Regions from separate parts of the Mus musculus genome. Here region 1 is linked to region 2. Evidence: chromatin contacts called from public Hi-C data. All regions are on one chromosome and are shown on one strand. The core of a region is the stretch at or near the end of the contact, and the rest is flanking DNA. Distances in the headings are between cores, read along the strand shown.

What was found. Hi-C and Micro-C count contacts between places; a contact is called where the count stands out from the background.
Region 1: a contact with region 2 is called in a Hi-C map of muscle stem cells, with 3 times the contacts expected there. The contact joins two enhancer-like sites. A contact is called at or near these places in 1 of 15 datasets of contacts at CTCF or cohesin (CD8 T cells), 13 of 484 Hi-C or Micro-C datasets (the C2C12 cell line, adipose-derived mesenchymal stem cells, brain and 8 more) and 5 of 115 datasets of contacts at active chromatin or transcription factors (CD8 T cells, the NIH/3T3 cell line, effector CD8 T cells and 2 more).

Annotation. Positions count from the first base shown.
Region 1 is chr16:24,908,791-24,912,166 of GRCm38.p6, forward strand. The region is part of intron 10 of Lpp (LIM domain containing preferred translocation partner in lipoma); the gene reads left to right. Among named protein-coding and RNA genes, the nearest start is that of Gm22672, 26 kb to the left of the region's middle. Within about 2 kb of position 1,816, at least 140 of the 459 cell types and tissues checked have an H3K27ac peak or open chromatin away from gene starts, as enhancers often do. A contact at or near this core is called in the C2C12 cell line, the NIH/3T3 cell line, embryonic fibroblasts and 3 more, where this site is marked.
Region 2 is chr16:24,493,930-24,496,931 of GRCm38.p6, forward strand. All of the region lies in intron 3 of Lpp (LIM domain containing preferred translocation partner in lipoma), which reads left to right. Among named protein-coding and RNA genes, the nearest start is that of Gm24440, 89 kb to the left of the region's middle. Within about 2 kb of position 1,727, at least 100 of the 459 cell types and tissues checked have an H3K27ac peak or open chromatin away from gene starts, as enhancers often do. A contact at or near this core is called in the C2C12 cell line, the NIH/3T3 cell line, embryonic fibroblasts and 3 more, where this site is marked.

The DNA.
Region 1 (3,376 bases), core at 566-3,065, 410 kb after region 2:
AAGGGAGGCTGATAAAAAAAAAGTGGTTCTAATTTTGTTAGGTTGTCACAAATACTACATGAGTTCATTTGTGTTAAGCGGCCAGCACAGTGTCCCCCTCCTGATTGGGCCCCTGTAATACTGACTGTCATTATTGACTTTAACCCTGGAAACACCTATCACATCACATATTTTATAGCAAGTAGATTATAAGTATACTGTGAGCATTTGTCTCATGTTGACATCCTTTGCTTTTCCCTCCTGTTCCACTCTCCTGGCAGTACTTCAACCTGGATGAATGCACTACTTGTCTTTTGCTTGCCAAAGCAGCTGACTATTGTGAGAGAAAACCATGCAGCCAGGCATGGTGATGTCATTGTACATTCTGACCAACCTAGAGCTGGGCCTCAGTCCACTCTGCATTCCTACTTTCTGCTCCCAAGCAGTTCATAAATCTCACATTCTTACCCAGTTTCTATCTGCCTCATCCCTACTCCTTTCTTAAGGGATGCTTTTGCTTCATTCTTCATAGTGACGATGGAAACTTCAAGAAGAAACTCCCTTAGCTACTATCTTAGTTGGTGCTGTGAAGAGACACCATGACCATGGCAACTCTTAACAAAGAAAGCACTTAACTGGGGCTGGCTTATAGTTTCAGAGTCCACACAAGTATATGTCCACACGCAAGTAAGTGAACACAAGCAGAGCTGGTCATATCTGGGCGAGACTGACAACTTGTCTCAACATATTATACTGGCTTTGACACTGCACTAAAGTTAAGTCTTTTTCCCAGCAAGATAAAGGGCAGATAGCCTTCAGCTCCCATGAGTCAGTAGTAGTCAGACTAGCCAACTTTTAATTATTTTAAATGATATTTGAATATTTAAAATACAAATGTTTCCTTTGACTACAGAAATAAGTTAATATGGTATAAACAAAAGTGAACTTAAAAATCATTTCCTGTCTTCTTACCCCACAGGCCATAACATTTCCTGCCACCTCTTTGATGCTAAATACATTGAAGCCTTTTAATCTTTTTTTAAATTTTTTTGAGAAGCTCATACATGTGCATACATGTATGTATAAATACTGTATTTACATTTCCATACCTTTTTCTGTCTTTTTTAATCCCCTATGTTCTCTTCCCATTCTCTCTCAAATTTATGATGTTTTCTACTCAAATTATTATTACACACACACACACACACACACACACACACTCACACGCTGCTGAATCTATTTGGCGTTGTGTACACACACACACCAATCTGTTAAAAAATGGACACTTCATCTTCCCTCTGGGACTGAACAAATCTTTTCCCTTCACAGAACATGCAACCTTTCCTATTGTATCCTCACCTCTAGCCAAGAACTCCTAAAAATTAGAAAATTCTGGAGATCTTAGTCTCCCAGTACCCTATGTGATAGCCTCCTCTTTGCCCCCATCAAAATATCTAAAAGTCTCTATTTCAATTGCCTATTTATTTTCCAGGTACCCAATCAGTAATGAACTTCCCCTGGGGCAGAAGGACTCCAATTTGTTTTGTATTCTTTGGGCCATAGTTGGGTCAAGCCTGGGACGTTCGGCATAGCAGGCAAGCACTCACACCTGAGTTCAGTTTCTCAGTGCTTTTTTACCAAGGGGCAGGAAGTGAGAAGTTCTGAATGAATATGAGGTCTGAATGAATATGAGGCAAAGAACTAGGATTGATCCTTCCTCTCTCTCTCTCTCTCTCTCTCTCTCTCTCTCTCGGATTGCTATGTGGTAAGTTGTTGTGTGCTTGTTAAGTGTTTCCACAACCGTGCTACATGAAATTGCATTTCCGATCCTCTTAGTCATTTCCTACGAATGTTGCCAAAATTATTTTCAGTTTGCTTTTACATTCTCTCCATCTCCCCCACATTGTGTAGACTAGAATAAAACAATGTCTAACTAACACTGACTGGTTTGTGAGGACTGGGGTTGATTGGGGTAGGAGGGAGAGAAGGGAAGTTAGGCTAAGAGTAATTAAGAATATATATGTATATATGTATATATGTATCTGTATACACACACATACATACAAATGTACATGCATACACACACACACACATATGAAATTCTTAAGGAACAAATTTAATAAAGGATTGTTTAAACTCCCCTCCCTTTTTGGTATGAGGCTAGCTGCTCATAAAGAAAACAAAACTAAAGAATAGAAGTGAATCATGATGTGGGGAAAGTCCAGGGACTGTAAGTGACGTGTGCCTCTAGTGCCTCTGGTGGGCACAGGTCCACATCTCAAACAGCCCAGCTGTTGTAGCCGTTAGCTTCTCTTGAGGGGCTGGCTGACAGAAGGAAATTGATGTTGCTTTTGAGGGAGGAACAGAGCAGCAAATGTAAAGATAATCAGGCCTTCCTCCACCCTAGTGAGAAAAACTGAGGCCGACCCCTAGGTGATGTAGCTACTCACTTCACTGCTGTGCAGAAGCACAGGTAACCAGCAGCCTGCCCCGCTGAGGCCCATGTTTTCCTTTGTGGCATGTGTGTGGCATTCATTATTCAATAGGATATTCATATTCGGGCTCTCTTGGAAGCCACCCCACTCCTGTGCAGAGGCAGCTTTTCTGCCTCTCTGTCCAGTCACCAAGAGAACCTTTGGGAAGCTGCATCCTCATGTGCAGATCAGTATGGCAGATACTGGGCACAGCTGGAACCTTCATGAACTCACATGCCTTTACCTACCAGGGACTTTATTTTTATTCTTGTCTTATGTGGTAGATTTACAAAGTGTATAATTTCCCTTGCAGGACAGGAGACAGTTATTTCTGTCCTTCCTCTCTTCCTTCCTTCCTTCCTTCCTTCCTTCCTTCCTTCCTTCCTTCCTTCCTTCCTTTCTTCTTTTTTATGGTTATATTTGGTGCTGGTTTCTATAGGTATTGTTTTGTTTCTTTTGGTTCTCTTTTGTTTTGTTTTTTGAGACAGGGTTTCATTATGTAGCCCAGGCTTCTACATAACACTCAATTCTTTTGTCTCTGCCTGGTATGCATTAGCACTACAGGTATGTACCACCATGCCCAGCCAGGAGTCCTTTTCTTAGCTGACATCCAGGTGGCCTTTCTTAGAGATTTCTCATGAACCTCTGGCTGAGACCATATGAGTAATGGGCAGAAGTCACAAGAAAGGATAGCATCGTTCAGGAAATAAAATGAGCCTGGTTTTAAGAAGTGTTTTGGCAACATTGCCTTGTATCCTCTGCTACAGTACTTACACATGGGTGCTTCGCATTGGTAGTTGGCAGTTCTCAATGTGTGTTCAGTGTTTCTGACCTCTGGCTGTATTAGAATTAACATGGGAATTTTCATTTTTTAATTCTCGTACCGAGGTCTATATCCTTGATCAATTGAACCAGACTTTCAA
Region 2 (3,002 bases), core at 477-2,976:
TCCCCCCTAGCACTTAAGTTTACAACAGCTCTCACTTCCAAACACACAAGCGTGGCTGTGCTCTTGGACACACATCCATAGACAGATACATACAATTGTGAAGGTTTTATTGCTCCCGTTGGCAGCTTGAACCTGGGAGAGTGGGACCTAAAAGGGAAGCTGATTAAAGTCTCATGTAATAGCCAACTTTATTTAGAGCACTGGACAGTTTATACGCTGAGGGTTAAGAAGAGTCGCCAGAGTTAAATGCACAATGAAAAGGACACGACAAGAAATGTTTTCCCATAGAGGCACGTGACTAAAACAGCTGCAGTAAACTCATTCCCATGCCTTCACGTGGGGGGAACACAAAATCGCATTCTTTGTTTTAAAGAAACTTACTTCACAAGACTTTTGTCTTGTTTTTGTTTGTTTGTTTGTTTGTTTTTTGGGTTTTGTTGTTGTTGTTGTTTTTGTTTGTTTGTTTGTTTGAGTTTTCTCACAAGGCCTCAGGAATCTCTCCTCACACAGCTTCATCCATGGCCCGTGTTTCCACGGTGGAGAACAGAAGCCTCTGAGATTTGCTAACCTTGCCGCCCTCTCTTCCAATCTGGTTCTCGTCCCTTTAAGTGAGCATAAGAAAACAAATCAAAACCAAACCAAAGCACCGTTTCTCCCCTTTCTAAGTTCAGGGTGTGAATCACTTCTCCCTGCCCTCTGCATTTCTGTGAATGTTTCCTAGATGGACTCAGTGGGCTTCCAGTAAAGACAAACAGCTCAGAGAGCAGATTGCACTCACACTCACAGCCTGAGTCCTGTGACCCAGACATTGGAACTCAGTGCCTAATATGGTAATAAGAGGAGCAGGAGAGGGAGCCGACGAGGATGCCAGACATGCAATGCATTGCTAAGAAATGTACGTGCACTACTGAAGAAACAGGGCGCTTGCTCCTTGATTTCCACGTTATGTAGGACATGAACTGTGAAGTTCTGAGAAAGAAGCCAGTGTTCCAGGCATCTGCCACAGGGAAAAGTTTATTTTCCCTTTGCTCTTCAGACATGAGTCGGCTTAATTCAGTTAGTGTTCAAATCAATGCTAGCATGGGATGGGAACTAAGAAATCATTCTTACAGCCAGCAGACATAGGTTTTCTGCCCAGTTCGACTGCCATTCAACTGTGAAACGCACTTTCTTCCTGGCGTGCCTTTTTCAGCCGTGAAGTGGCTGGATGCTGTGATCTCCAAGACATCTAACGTATCTGTTTGCTTTCCTTCTAATTTTGTCTGAGATAATTTCATTTCCTGTGGAATTCCCCAAACAAAGCATTTTCTAATTCTTCCAGATACTTTCTGTGACTTGAACTAAAAAGACAGAATAAATACTGGCTTTGCATTTCCATTGTGACTTCCTTAAGTATGTTTGGCAGACTGTTCCCTGTGCTTGGCAGAGCTTTTCTCGATCCTAGGCACATTATGCCTTTCTTCCACCTTGGTCCACCTCCTTTCCCCATTCTCTTATCTCTGGACAATCAGTGTGTGTAGGGAGGCATCTAGTACATGGCGCAGGTTTACACCACAGTTTTACACTAATTCAATGCAGCCTTTCCATGGCCTTGCCCAGTCATTGCTGCTCTTATCCATTCAGCCTGCTTTATGGGAGAAGTGGGGCCAGCAGGAGGGAGGTCCCACTGCTTCCCTGCACTCTACAAGATGGAACTGGGCATGAGAGAGTTTTCCAGGCAGGGACTGGATGAGTCACTGGGCTGTCACAGATGTTAAATAAGACTGAGAGAAGAATGGAGTGTGGTCATCTGCGTGTGAGGCAATGAAAGGCTTTGAATGCTTTCTGTCTTTATGGGTTCTGCAATCTGTTATCCCTAAGTGCTGTAGTCTTGTTACGGGCATCTGTGACTTACCCTTTTGGTAGATGGTTGTAGTCAACGCTGACCTCTCCCCATTCGCAAGGTGTATTTCTAACATAAGATAAAGGAACTTTCTCTGACAGAAGATAAAGGAAATTCTTGACAGATTTCCAGCCTTGTGGTTATTATATCGCAATGGCAGCTTGTCTATCCCAAGTAACTGTAGAAAGTTACTGCTCTGAGAAAGCCATAGGGCATTAGGAGTCCCCCTTTCCCTTGTTAAGGACCCTGCAGGAACTACATTTCCCTGTTACAGTTTAGGCTGGCTATAGAGCAGCCCCCTGGTCCTGGGAGAAAGGGGAGGGCAGAGATGAAGCTGTATAACAGAGGGGTTGCTTTGGAGAGATCGGGAGACAAGAGGTCTGTGTTCTGGGGAAGCCATGTCAGAGCTCACTCTTGAGTCATGCTTCATTCTCCAGATCCTCATTTCTCTGTCTGGCAAATACGATTGGTCCTTGAAAGTCTCTTCTAGCCCCAAAGCCTACAGATCAGTTTCTTTGTGTTTCATGTTGTTCCTTCTTGTTCAGCAGTACCAAGTGGATCGATTTGCATCAAATTGCCATTGTGTTCTTTAACACCAAACAGAGCCCAGACAAAGCCACACTTTTGCCTTAGGTGTTCACTGTAATATCGAGATCAGATTCTTCCGTGTAGCGTCTGACTCCCCTTTATCACCTAGTTCCAACCCATGGTGCTCGTCGAGGGCAACCGTTTGCTTGTCTGGGTGGCACCATCTTAAAGATGACCTGAGTGTGAGCACTTTGTGCTGTACAGTATAAAAGAATGAAGGCACTGAACACTGTGCATGTTGACTTCTTCTCAGGGCCAGAACCGAAGGGTAAAGAGCAAGCACGATTTCTGGGATTCTCTAGCAGTCTCTACAAATAGCTCAGAGGTAGACGTAGGGACACCGAGACCAGTGCATCTTCTGCTTCAGTAAAAGCATAAATTTTAATGGTTACAAATGCGTGGTGCTATTATGAGGAAACCACAGGAAAGACCAGTCATATAAACAGTAATAATTTATTGACCATGACTAATCCTTTGGGGAGTATGATAGATGACGTAGGCTTATAAGCGCTTTACAGTGGACTAACCCCTT